2 separate regions of the Sus scrofa genome follow, and region 2 is linked to region 1. The links are chromatin contacts, called in public Hi-C maps. All regions are on one chromosome and are shown on one strand. Each heading gives the region's core, a stretch centred on a gene start, on an enhancer-like site or on the middle of the called end of the contact. The rest is flanking DNA. Distances are from core to core; before and after follow the strand shown.

Evidence for each region. A called contact is a pair of places that touch in the nucleus more often than the background predicts.
Region 2: a contact with region 1 is called in a Hi-C map of embryonic fibroblasts, with 1.6 times the contacts expected there. The contact joins the promoter of LOC100153094 here to the promoter of MIF in region 1. A contact is called at or near these places in 8 of 47 Hi-C or Micro-C datasets (embryonic fibroblasts, epiblast stem cells, heart right ventricle and 3 more) and 2 of 2 datasets of contacts at active chromatin or transcription factors (alveolar macrophages and skeletal muscle).

What each region holds. Positions count from the first base shown.
Region 1 is chr14:49,839,417-49,846,275 of Sscrofa11.1, reverse strand. MIF (macrophage migration inhibitory factor (glycosylation-inhibiting factor)) reads left to right here and starts at 5,213. Exons shown (of 3, transcript NM_001077213.2): 1 at 5,213-5,366; 2 at 5,534-5,706; 3 at 5,789-5,973. The coding sequence starts at 5,259. The coding sequence ends at 5,855. It overlaps SLC2A11 (solute carrier family 2, facilitated glucose transporter member 11), which reads left to right. Exons shown (of 13, transcript XM_001929403.5): 13 at 1-795.
Region 2 is chr14:49,804,609-49,811,210 of Sscrofa11.1, reverse strand. It overlaps LOC100153094 (glutathione S-transferase theta-1), which reads left to right and starts at 3,543. Exons shown (of 5, transcript NM_001315568.1): 1 at 3,543-3,720; 2 at 5,628-5,715. The coding sequence starts at 3,609.

The sequences.
Region 1 (6,859 bases), core at 3,964-6,463:
CAGTGGTGACTCGGAGAGATGGAATTTGAGACCTCTTGGTGCTCCCTGTCTAGAGGCAGTTAACAGGAAACCACTAGAAACAATTACAGGGAGTTCCCAATGTGGCTCCATAGGTTATGAACCCAACTAGTATCCATGAGGATGTGGGTTTGATCGTGGCCTTGCTCAGTGGGTTAAGGATCCAGCATTGTCATGAGCTGTGGCGTAGGTCTCAGATGTGGTTCACCTCCCGCATTGCTGTGGCTGTGGCCTAGGCTGGTGGCAGTAGCTCCGATTTGACCCCTAGCCCGGGAACTTCCATATGCCTCAGGTGCGGGCTTAAAAAGCAAAAAAAAATATATATATATATAATAATAATAATAGTAATTACAAACTTGGGATACGCAATGGAAGAAAATACAACTTGTGAAGGGTGTGTATGCTGGGGAGTGTTTGAGAGGGGCATGGTTAGGAAGGAATTTTCAAGAAATTGATTTTTAAAAAGTCAACTTTATTGAGCCATGATTTACAAACAATAAAATGTATCCATATTAAGCATACATTTGATGAGTTTTGACAGGTGTACATACCCATGAACCACCACCACCATCAAGGTAGAACATTCGCATTACCCCGAAGTTCCTTCATGCCCCTTTGCAGTCAAAACCCCACCCCGTCCCAGACCCCAGGCAGCCACAGACCTGCCTTCTGTCACCATAGGTCAGATTGGCCTTTGAAGAATTTGCTGTCTTTTCCACACCACATGTATGCATTTGTGTCTGGCTTCCCTCCAGATAAAGCTTTTGAGATTCATGCATATTGTTGTATGTATTAGCATCTATTCTTTGTATGGCTGAGTAGTGTTCCACTGTATGGGTAGACCATAATTTATGAACCCATTTCTCTGTTGGTGGCCTTTTTGGCTATTTCTAACCATTGGCTATCATGAATAAAACAGCTGTGAACATTCCTGCACAAGCTGTGTAGACATATGCCTTCACTTCTTTTGGGTCAATGAATTGCTAAGTGTAATAAGGAATGTCTTCAACTGTAGAAGAAATTGTTTTCCAAAGTGACTACACTGTTTTACATTCCCACTAGCACCGGATAAGGGTTCTGTATGCTCCTCAGCCTCACCAGCACTTGGCATTTTCAGCCTTTTTGTTTTTATTATTTGTCGGTCTTTTTAATTTAGCCATTCTCCTGAATGTGCAGTGGCATTTCATGGTTTAATCGTGGTTTTTCCCTGACAGCTAATAATGTTGAGCATCTTTTCATGTGTTAACATGACCATTCACATATCTTTTGTAAAGAATCTGCCCAAATGTTTTGTCCACTATTTTTTAAAAAAGATTTTTAGGAGTTCCTGTTGTAGCTCAGCAGAAATGAACCTGACTAGTATCCATGAGGATGCAGGTTCAATCCCTGGCCTCGCTCGCTCAGTGGGTTAAGGATCTGGTGTTGCGGTGAGCTGTGCTGTAGGTCACAGATGCGGCTCGGATTTGGTGTGTCTGCAGCTGTGGCGTAGGCTGGTGGCTACAGCTCCAAATGGACCACCCAGCCTAGGCCCAGCTTTTGCAGCCTGGTGGTCTCCTGGCAGACAACTGTCTTAAAATCTGGACCTTTTCGGCTGAGTGGGGGAGGTCATCGGGGGAAAGAGGACCCCTGCCAGGTCATGTGATGCCCACTGAGGGGGAAAGGTTGGGTTTGCTTGTCTTCAGCACAAATTTTACTACATCCATTGAACAAAGGCCCAGCGACTGGTGGGGGGTGGATGGATGGGGGCTCAGGGCCTGCTGGGTTCTTGCTGTGAGCGACTCTATGTGTGTGCCCTGGGGGAGAGGCCGTGGGACGGGGACCAATATCCATGGATAGGGACTGAGGACTGATGGCCAAGCTCATGTCAGGGAGAGGCAACAAGAGGACAGCAGTAGCCCTGCAGCAGAGGCCTGGCAGCCTCCCTTCCCTGCACCCCCTTCCCAGCAGGTGACTCAGGTCCTATTCAGAGGCTTGCCTCTTCTCATCCCTTCCCTCCCTCTCTGCCTGGCAGCACTCACCTACGGGACATGGCTCTTAAGAAGTCCCCTGCACCAGCCAGGAGTGGCATCTGGGGCTTGGAGCAGAGGGCCTGATTCTCCTCTGCAATGAGAAGGCAGCTGACAGGACCAGGCAGAGCCAGAAGCACCCCAGGTTCCCTGTTGCTACTCCTGACTTTTGCTTTTGTGTTCCCGCTCAAGGTGGCCCAGCAGCTGCTGCACATCTGGAGGTCATGTCGAAGTTCCAGGCAGGATCAGGAGAGAGGGCGTAGAGTAGCATCTCCATGAGCAAGGCAGCTGCTTCCCTGTGCATGCCGTGCATCACTGCACCACGTCTGGTTGCTGTGGTTCTGGGACAGGGAATATTCTGAGCAACAGAACTGGGGCTCTGTCAGTGAGGAGGGAAGGGGAGGGGATTTCAGGGAAGGTTGGCAACTGTTGGCCAAGGCCTCCAGGTGAGTGTGGGCTGTGGTTCAGCTGGTAATTGGAGCCCCAGTGACGTCAGGTGTGTTACTGTTCTATCGCTTCTAGAACAAATTACCACAAATTTAGCAGCTTAAGACAACGCACATTTATTATCTCACGGTTTCTGTGGGTTGCAAGTCGAACACAAAGTGACTGGTCTTCTGCTTTAGGACTCACGGCCCAAGTCAAGGTGTCTCAAGGTCAACTAGAGAGGAACCCACTTCCGAGTTCATTCAGGCTGTTAGCAGAATTCAGTTCCCTGCGGCTTCAGGACTGAGGCCCCCTCATCTTCAAAGCCAGTAACAGCACACTGAGTCCCTCTGCTTTAAGTCTGACTCCGCTTCTGCCTTGTCTTTGACTCGAGCTGGAGAAAATTCTCTGCTTTTAAGGGCTCCTGTGATTACATCGGAACCACCCAGATAATCCATGATAACCTCCCTATTTTAGGGTCTGTAACCCTAATTACATCTGCAAAGTGCCTTTTGCCATGTAACGTAATGCATTCACAGGTTTGGGGGACTAGGGCATGGACAGCCTTGGAGGCCCTCTGCCTGCTACCGAGCAACAGGGCAGAAGGTAGGCACGCAGCCAGGCCCAAAAGAAATAGTCCCCCAGCTCAGGGAGCCTAGAAAGGAAGCAGTAACTCACACACAGAAATATGGTGATAGCCTGGAAGAAGAGAACAGGTGCTGGGCTCCTGACTGGGCCTGACCCAGCCAGGAGCTTTGGGTGCTGAAGCAGATCAGGGAAAGTGCAGGAGGGGACCAGGTCACCCAGGGCACTGTGATGGTACTGGGGACCATCACCAGTAATTAAACCACTTGGGTCCTCACAACATCCCCCTGTAAAATGGACACTACTGTCATCCCCAAGTTACAGGCAGGAAAACTGAGGCTCAGAGAGGTTAGCCAAGTGTCCAAGCTAGTGACAAGTGGGACTGGGAATCTAGTCCCTCCTCAGAGGCCCTCCCTGAAAGACAGCAGTGACTACTCCTGGGAAGGGAGGGTACACAAAGGCTGTCCTGATGGGGAAGGCTCCCCTCTGTCACAGTAACAACCTGAAAACCATAGCGGCTCACCCACAGGGCATTGCAGGTGTTTGTTGGAGAGGCTCTGTGTCACCCGCTGCCACATCAGAGAACATGGAACTGGGCACTAGCTTTTGGATCTTCTGCCTGGAATCATTTGCGTCACTTCTGGTCACTGGACAAAGCAAGTCACATGGCCAGATCTACCTGGGTAGGCAGGGGGAACAGACTCCTCCTCCAGGAGAGGCCAGGCCAAGAGTGATGCCAGCTAACTTAGACTAAGGTGGGATCAGGGGTGGGGGGAGAGGCGAGGATAAAGGCATAGTGGAGGGAGGCACAGTTCACTGGGAGGAGATCAGAGGTGGGAGAAAAGTCATGCACTTGGATGTGGACACCGGGAGCAGGCCATGCTGAGTTGGCTGCTGGAGCTCAGAGGAGCATCCTGGGCTGGAGACATCAGTGCATCAGTGGTAACAGAACCCTGAGCACAGAAAGACGGCTGGGTGTGGGAGTGGGGAGGAAAGTGATCTGGGCCTACCTGGAAAGCCCCACATTTTACAGAGTTATTGGCACAGCTGGGCCATGAGACCTTCCCTCTGGAGGCCAGCTGGTCCCACAAGCCTGGTGGCCTTGATCCATCATATGGCCATTGTCAAGGCCAGCAACATGCTCTGCCACCTTAACCAGACCACAACTGTCAGAGACCAAGGACAGGGCTTTCCTGGAGAGCTCTGAGACTGGCCAAACCTGCATGCCCCTTGAGTGCCAGTCCCCAGCCCAGCCCCCTGACCAGGGGTCTCCTCAGAGCAGGGGTCAGGTGGCCCTTCTGTCCAGTAATGGCAGGGCCTGCAGGCTCATCCCTGGCCCTGACCTCTTCCTGCCCCGTCATGGCTAACTTCATTCACCCAGTATTTAGTCCATGTCTTTCATATGCTTGGCACCTACTAGCTACCCGTTGAGCTGACCACTAGTGGAAGAAACAGAAAATTCACTCAGGCTGTAAGAGGGCGTCCCCAGAGGACACATCAGAGGAATTGCCCAGGGGACTCAAGTTTTGGGGTGGGCTTTGAGCTCTGTCAGACATCCCCTCCTACTCGCTGCCCCTACCCGGGGCACCACCCAGCATCCCCACCCACCTTGAGGAGCAGGGGTATAGGGAAGGCATCTGGATGGTGACTCATTTGTGGTAGCCCCCTCCCACCTGCATCAGTGACTGCGCCTCACCCCTACACATGAACACCAGCACGCCCACCCGTCCACTCAGGACAGTGGCCCCAGAGACTCAGGACACACAAGGGCTCAGTGAGAATGAGCTGGACTTCATCTACTTGTCCAGCTGTGAGCTCCTGGAGGGCCAGAAGCCACCTGCCCCCCTAACCGCAGTATCCCCGCTCCTGGCACACAGATGAGTAGATATCTGTGACTAAATAAAAGGGCTGATGAACGAGGGAAAGGCACACTTCTGGCCACGAGGTGGTGAACGGCTTTGGAGGGGGCACCCAGCCAGGGGTAGGCGGAGTAGGGTCTCAAAGTCCCGCCGTGAGGGCGGGGCCTCTGCCGGCGGTGACGTCACCAGTCGCGAAGGCCTCGCGGCCTCGGGGGCGGGATCTCCGCCGGCGGTGACGTCACGGGGCGGAACCGCAGTCGCAGTGGGCGGGGCGCCGGGCGGCGGTCACGTATCTCAGGTTCCCCTGCTTCTTGACCGCGCAGTTAGGTTCCTGTGCTCCGGGTCCCCACTGTTCCTGGCCATCATGCCGATGTTCGTGGTAAACACCAACGTTCCCCGCGCCTCTGTGCCGGACGGGTTCCTCTCCGAGCTGACTCAGCAGTTGGTGCAGGCCATGGGCAAGCCGGCGCAGGTCTGCCACGAGGGCCGGGCGAGGCGGTTCCGGGCTGAGGCTGGGGTTGGGGGAGGGGGGGCGGCGATTCCGGAATGGGGCTCCGGGCGGGGAAGGGACGCGGGGGCGGGGGGCGTCTGGGCCGGCGAGGTCACCCGGGCCGACTGACCGCGTCCCCTCCCCCGCAGTACATCGCGGTGCACGTCGTCCCGGACCAGCTCATGGCCTTCGGAGGGTCCAGCGAGCCGTGCGCCCTTTGCAGTCTGCATAGCATCGGCAAGATCGGCGGCGCGCAGAACCGTTCCTACAGCAAGCTGCTGTGCGGCCTGCTGGCCGAACGCTTGCGCATCAGCCCGGACAGGTGCGTGGGCGCCGAGGGCCGGGGAGCACGCGGCCACGGCGGCCGCCCAGTTGCCCGCTCAGCCTCGCTTCCTTCTCCGCAGGATCTACATCAACTACTACGACATGAACGCGGCCAATGTGGGCTGGAACGGCTCCACCTTCGCCTGAGGGCCGCACCCCAAGACTCCTTTGCTCTCGGCCTGGCGCCGCCGGCTCTGTTTTCTGCCTGCCTCGCCCCTAGCGACCCCAGCTCCCGGAAGAGAGAAATAAACGGTGTGGAGATGGCTGCCTCCGGCTTCCTTGACTAGCGGAGGAATTGGTGAAGGGCCGGGTCAGTGACAGGGGTCCGAGGCCGGGAGGGGCGCCCCCAGAATGAGCTGTGGGGCGCCTTCCCCTACCCTTTGCCAGCAGAAGGCCCCACTGAGGTTGGCATCCTTCCAGAGGCCACAACCCAGGAATCAAATTCGAATCGGGAATCCATAGTCTGTCCCCCACCCTCTCTCCTGCCGAGGCACCACGTGGGCTAGGGTTGGCGGGCAAAGGGGGAGTAATCCAAATCCGGGTGAGGGCGCCCGCTCCACCTCAGGAGTCATTCTCTGCCAAGCTGGTGCTTCAGTGTCTTGACTTAGGAAATCCCATTGTTTTGGAACTTTAGGATGGTTTTCAAGTGTGGGACAGAGGCTCCAGGAGGTGGATTCTGGTTATGCTGCCCTGTCCACCCCAGTTCCAGGCCTGGGTAGGGCTCCCTTCAGGCACCCAGGCCCTTAGGAATAGCAGTTCCCTGAGGGCATACTCCTATAGTTTGGGTGCCATTCATGTTTTCTAGTGCGCAGCAAGTCCGGAAAGCCTGCAGGTGGCTAGTTAACCCCACTAGGACGCTGAGGATTTGATCAAGAACAAAATCAGTATCAAGGTGCAATAGGACAGTTTCCTGGCTTAGGATCCTTTCTCCAAGTGCAGGGCCTTGCTCCCTTGTGGGGTGGTGACAAGGTACTGGGCAGTCCTCCAGCCAGGAGGTGCTGCTTGCCCAGGCCAGTCACCTTTAGGCTGAATGCCTCACTGCCCCACAGCAGGAGATCCTCCATGGACCTGCGCAGCAACTCCAAGTTGAGGCCCAGCCCTGAGCACTGGGGACTTAACGTGCCTGGAGTTGGCGTCCCTTGATCAGAGCC
Region 2 (6,602 bases), core at 2,294-4,793, 33 kb after region 1:
AACGGAACACTAGAAAATGAGATATCTAGAAATTAAATGATATATGTTTAAACAACCAATAAGTCAAAGAGGAAATCACAAGGGAACTTAGAAAGTACTCAGACAAATGAAAACAAACACCCAAACTTGTGGGACATGGGAGAAGCTGTGCTAAGAGGGAAACTGGTAGCTGTGAACACATTCAGAGCTCAAATCAAGAACCTGGCTTCCAGGAGTTCCCGTCATGGCACAGTGGTTAACGAATCCGACTAGGAACCATGAGGTTGCGGGTTCGGTCCCTGCCCTTGCTCAGCGGGTTAACGATCCGGCATTGCCTTGAGCTGTGGTGTAGGTTGCAGACGTGGCTTGGATCCCGCGTTGCTGTGGCTCTGGCGTAGGCCGGTGGCTACAGCTCTGATTCAACCCCTAGCCTGGGAACCTCCATATGCCGAGGGAGCGGCCCAAGAAATGGCAACAACAACAACAACAAAAAAAAAGACAAAAAAAAAAAAAAAAAAAGAACCTGGCTTCCAGAGTTTCTGCTGTGGTGCAATGGAATCAGAGGCATCTTTGGAGCTCCTAGGATGCAGATTCGATCCCTGGCCCAGCACAATGGGGTCAGGATCCCATGTTGCTGCAGCTGAGGCTTAAGTTTCGACTGTGGCTAGGTTGTGATCCCTGGCCCAGGAATTCCATATGCTGTGGAGTGGCCAAAAAAAAGAAAGAAGAAAAAAGAACCTAACTTTCACCCTAGGGAAATAGAAAAATAAGAGCAAACAAAACACAACACCAGTAGAGGAAAGGAAATAATAAAGATTAGAGTGGAGGACTTCCCGTCATGGCTCAGCGTTAATGAATCAGACTAATATCCATGAGGATGTGGGTTCAATCCCTAGCCTCGCTCAGTGGGTTGAGCTGTGAGCTGTGGTGTAGTTCACAGATGCAACTCAGATCCCGTGTTGCTGTGGCTGTGACATAGGCCAGCAGCTGCAGTTCCAATTCATCCCCTAGCCTGGGAATTTCCATATGCTTCGGGTGCAGCCCTAAAAAAAAAAAAAAAAAAAAAAAAAAAGACATCAACAACAACAAAAAGATTAGAGTGGAGATACGTGAAATAAGAGAATAGAAAAACAATAGAGAAGATCATCAAAACCAAAAATTGGATTTTTGAAAAGATTAACAACAAAATTGACAACTCTCTAGCTAAAATGACCAAGAAAAAAAGGACTTCAATTGCTCAGGTCAGGAATGAAAGGGAACACATCACTACTGATCTTTTTGAAATAGGAAATATTATAAGGAAAGACTATGTGAACAAATGATATAAACTAGATGAAATGGGAAAATTCTTAGATACACCTATTTACCAAAACAAACTCAGGAATAGAAAATTTGAATAGACCTATGACAAAGAGTTGGAAATAGTAATAAAAACACTTTCTACAAAGGAAAGCCTAAGGACCAGATGCTTTCATTGGTGAATTCTACCAAATGCTTAAAGAATTAACACCAAGCCTTCACAAACTAACTCTTCCAAAAAATAGGGCAGGAGGAAAGAGTCCACAACTCATTCCATGAAGCCAACATTACCCTGATACCAAAGGCAAGAAAAGATATCACAAAAATAAAACTGTCCAGCACGATCCCTTATAATACAGCAGCAAAAATCCTTAATGAAATACTAGCAGATTGAATCCACAGGATAGTAAACTCACTAACTTGAGATAGCTGTTCTTTGTGACCAGCTGTAATCTTTTACCAAGATGTCTGTTTGACTGCATGGATTGCTAAGAAAAACACATACAAACTACCCTTCCCCCTTACTTCTTTGGCCCAGTTCCTCAGAGCTGAGAGGCTGTTTCCCAGGCTATAATTCTCAGCAAAACCCTAGATAAAACTTATATCATTCAGGGTGTGCATTTTTCTTTCAAAAGACAGTTATCAAATTTGTTGTTGTTGCTGAGAAGAATTAAGGACCACTCAGCAGATTTCAAGTATACGGCACAGTATTGTTAACAGTTATCATGCTGTGCATTAAATGTTCACACCTTATTTATCTTGGGGATCCAAAACTTTATACTCTTTGACCAACATCTCCCCATTTCCCTCTCCCCCCAGCTCCTGGTAACCAACGTTCAGCTCTCTACTTCTACCAGTTCCACTTTTTTTTGGGGGGGTGCATCCACGGCATATGGAAGTTCCCAGGCTAGGGGTTGAATCTACACTGTGGCCGGCCACTAGCCACAGCCACAGCAAAGCAAGATCCGACCCTTGTCTGGGACCTACACCACAGCTCACAGCAACGCCGGATCCTTAACCCACTGAGCAAAGCCAGGGATCAAACCTGCATCCTCATGGATTCTTGTTGGGTTTGTTACTGCTGAGCCACAACGGGAACTCCAGAAGTTGCACTTTTTAAGATTGCACACTTGAGTGAGATCATGCAGTATTTGTCTTTCTGTGTCTGGCTTATTTTATTTAGCATAATTACCTTCAGGTTCATCCATGTTGTGGAAAATGACGTTTCCTTTTTTTTTTTTTTTTTTTTTTTTTAATTAGGGCCACTCTTGCGGCATATGGAGGTTCCCAGGCTAGGAGTCCTATCAGAGCTGAGGTGCTGACCTAGGCCACAGCCACAGCAATGCAGGATCCGAGCTATGTCTGCAACCTACACCACGGCTCACAGCAACACCAGATCCTTAGCCCACTGAGCCAGGCTAGGGATCGAATCCACAACCCCATGGTTCCTAGTTGGATTCATTTCCCCTGCACCACTACGGGAACCCCAAGTTTCCTACTTTTTTAAGGCTGAATAAATATTCCTGAGTGTGTGTGTGTGTGTGTGTGTGTGTGTGTGTGTGTGTCTGTGTGTCTGTGTGGTATAGTCTCCAGATTTGCATTATCCATTCACCCCTTAACAGATACTTAAGTTGTTTACATATCTTGGCTATTGCGAAAAACGCTGCAGTGAATATGGAATTACAGATATGTCTTTGAGATTCTGTTTTCATTTTCTTTGGATATATGCCCAGAAGTGGACTAGCTGGATCTCCCCCATCATTTTAAAGATGGAGAAACAGAGGCCCAGAGAAGGGGAGAAAGAAACCCAGGGAATGTGGTTGAGGCGCTGTGCTGGGCGCGGCAAGACTAGCTGTAAATTCCAGGCGTGCACTGGGGCAAGTGAGTTAGCATGAAGCGCTGAAAGAAGCCCTGAGGCTTTGTCGCTTGCAAGCACCACGGCCTCTGAAGCGTGGGGCCAAGAACACGGACGCTGGAGCCAAAGTTTCCCGGCCTACCATCGCTTTGGGCCTCCGTTTCCTCATCCATAAAAGAGGGACAATAGGAACTTGTGACACACGCTACAATAGGCATGAGCCCTGGGGACATTATGCCCTGTGAGACGAGCCTGGACCTGGTGCCCTCTGAGCATCCCGCCTCCCCGCCGGCAGGGGCACCATCCAAGCCCCGCCCAGCCCGCAGACCCTCTGGGCGCAGGCGATTGGACCCAAGTGGGAGGCCAAGGCCAATGGGGGAACGGCGAGGGGGCGGGGGTGGCGGTGGGGAGGGCCGCTGGTCTTCTGGCGGCGTCCGTCCGAGTCCACTGCCTTGCAAGGCCGGTCCACCCCGCCATGGGCCTGGAGCTCTACCTGGACCTGCTGTCCCAGCCCTGCCGCGCCATCTACATCTTCGCCAAGAAGAACGGCATCCCCTTCGAGCTGCGCACCGTGGACCTGCGCAAAGGTGAGTCCTGCCCAGGTTTGGGGGACCGAGACATGGGGGAGGGACCGGGAAGGCCAGACAGCGCTTAGGTGGACTCCTCCCCGAAATATCCCTTTACTGGGGTCATCCGGGATTCGGGGATCCCCCAAGCTCTATTTGGTTCGGTGGAGTGGACGCGGGGCTCAGCGGAGGCATCACCTCAGCTGAGGTGGGGAGAGGGGCATGAGGAAAGGAGGAGATGGGGGCCCCGGGAGAGAGATGGAGGCAAAAGGAGAGAGGTTTAAGGGGCCACGTGTAGAGGGAGTCCTGCCTTTGTGACCCCCAACTGCTGAAGTTCTGCAACAGCAGGAGCTGCCAGGACTTCCCAGCCCTGCTCTCTGCTCTGGCGAGGGTTGCACTGAATCCCCCTCTGCCCTTCCTCCTACTCTGCTTTGCCCTCACTTCCCTCGTCCTCAGCCTCTTATTCCTGCTGGGATGAGGTGTCCCATGGGAAGTGCTGGATGCCGGAGGGGGACTGCAGGGCTTGCTGCACCCTGCACTGGAGTGTTTGTTTCCCTGGCAGGTCCCCAGGGCCCCAAGGGCACAGCTGGCATGTTAGGGCGGCTGGGGATAAGGAAAGTAGAAGCCTCTTGTTGCTGAGGATGCACAAGTACTGAAAATCTGCTTGGCTGAACTTCCCACCCAGCACCCCCACCATTGCGGGCCTCGCCAGCCATTGTGCCTTTGGGCCAGCCTAGCCCTCCGCCTGAGCCTCTTCTGGCCCTCTCTCCCCAGCCTCCTCTGGGGACTGCCCATTTGTCCTGACCAGGGGTTACCTCTGCAGAGTGTGGGGTCAGGGAGAGGGCATGGGGACAAAGTGATGTTCTAGTCATGCTGTCAAATAGAGGGTGCAGTGGGAGGGGTGTTTCACCAGGAGGAGGGGAGGGTCCCTGATGAAGGAACAGTCTGAACGGAGGGAAAAGGGAGGAGAGAGGGTGTGACTGCTGTTGGAGGGTTAAGGAGGTAGGAACTTCTCTGATCCTTGGGGAATGGGGAGCTGCTAGAGGCTGTGGAGCAGGGCAGCAGTGATACTTAAGTGCCCTTCAGAAGCTTCCCTCGGGCTGCATCTGAAGGAGCATAAATCACTCATGAGCTCAGAGCAATGACTGGGGGACTCTGGACTGCAACTTTCGGGGACTGTGGTGGGACAAGACTGCAGAGCCTAAACACGGGACCAGCTCTGTCCCCTGTGCTTAGAACAGGGTGAGCAAGGGGACAAAGAGGACCTGGTGTAAGTTGGTTTGCAAGTTAGATAGCAGGAAAAGGCCATGTGTCTCTATTTGGTGACCCTACCTTAGAGTCCACAGGGAGAGGGACACCGTAGGAAGACAGAGTCCACTCAGGTCACCAGCCTCCCTGCCCGCTCAGCTGGGGACACCCCGCAGTGAGCTCATGATGCTAGCACTGATGGAAAGGAGATGGGTCTGTCACAGACACGGCTTGGATCCTGTGTTGCTGTGACTCTGGTGTAGTCGGCAGCTGCAGCTCCCATTCAACCCCTAGCCTGGGAACTTCCATATGCCGAAGGTGTGGCCCTAAAAAGCCAAAAAAAAAAAAAAAAAAGAAAAAGAAAAAGAAAAAAAGAAAGGTGGTGGGTGGGGTATCTGTGAGGGCTGGGCAAAGACAGGTCCTTGGAGTTCCTTGAGCTCTGTTTTATTTGGGGGGAGGTCATGCCCACTGGGACTTGGCAAAGTGTAGCAAGGTCTCTTTTGTACCCCCTGGCAGAACAGCTCCCGCAGTGGCCCCCATCTGCCTTCCCCACACTGGAGAGCAGCCAGGGATGGAGAGAAGCCACAAAATCAGAGTTTGAGGTCGGGGGAGAAAGGAGGGGGGAGCATGTAGGGCTTGGCGTTTTCCTCCCACCACCCACCACGGTGGGCTTTCTGCAGGCCAACACCTCAGCGGTGCCTTTGCCCAGGTGAACCCCCTGCAGAAGGTGCCTGTCTTGAAGGACGGGGATTTCATCTTGACGGAGAGGTAAGCAGAGCCCCGGGGTTACCAGACCTCTCTGGAACCATCTCGTCCTATCTCTATGTTATAGACAAAAAACTAAAGTCCTCAGAGGTGAAAAGCCCTTTCCTTAACATCCCACAGAGTCAGAGCTGGATCCGCGGCTTGTCCACAGTTCTAGTTCACAGAGATGGTTGGCAAAGCAAGCATCTGTTTCACAACTGTACCAATCCTGTGGGTTTTGGTGGGAGGCTGGGGAGGAGGATGGGGCAGGACATGTCTGCTTCATCCCCCAGGGCAGTTGTCTGACCAAATTGGTGTTGAGCTGCCCCAGGGGTGTCCGCACTACCCGGTGGCTCCATCTCTGGGGTGCCGCTTTCCTGGGTGGCACCTACCCACTGGAAGACCACCAGACAACAGTCCCAAGAAGTGGAAGTCTCTTTAGGGAAGGCCAACTCTTTTCCCAGTTCTGCCCCCTTCATCACTGAAGTCACTCCTCCCGCAACAAGGGGAACCTGGAGCTTTAGAACTCAGCTCTGGAGGCCCGAGGTGAACATACCCCAAACAATTCCTTGGACCATCTTCCTTCCCGCTGCCTTCTTCTGTCCCGAGTCTCATGTCACCCAGTATTGGCTGCCCTTGGGTATGTGCCGGGGGCAGTGTGCAACCTCTGTATTTCTCTTGTCTCTTCCCCCTGCCTTGGGGGAGTGTGGCCCCCAGAATCCAGCAGCCCTGCTCAGAGGTCACTTCAACAATTAGCTGAGAGCAAAATAAGCTGCAGCATATCTTGCACAGACAAGTGAGCTGGGGTCAGGTGCAGGATTCCCAATGGAGAACACAGGCCACTGGCCGACACAGAGCTTTCTGCTCTTTTGAAGGGGTTCCCAGCCCATAGGGTACCCCAAGTTCCTGAT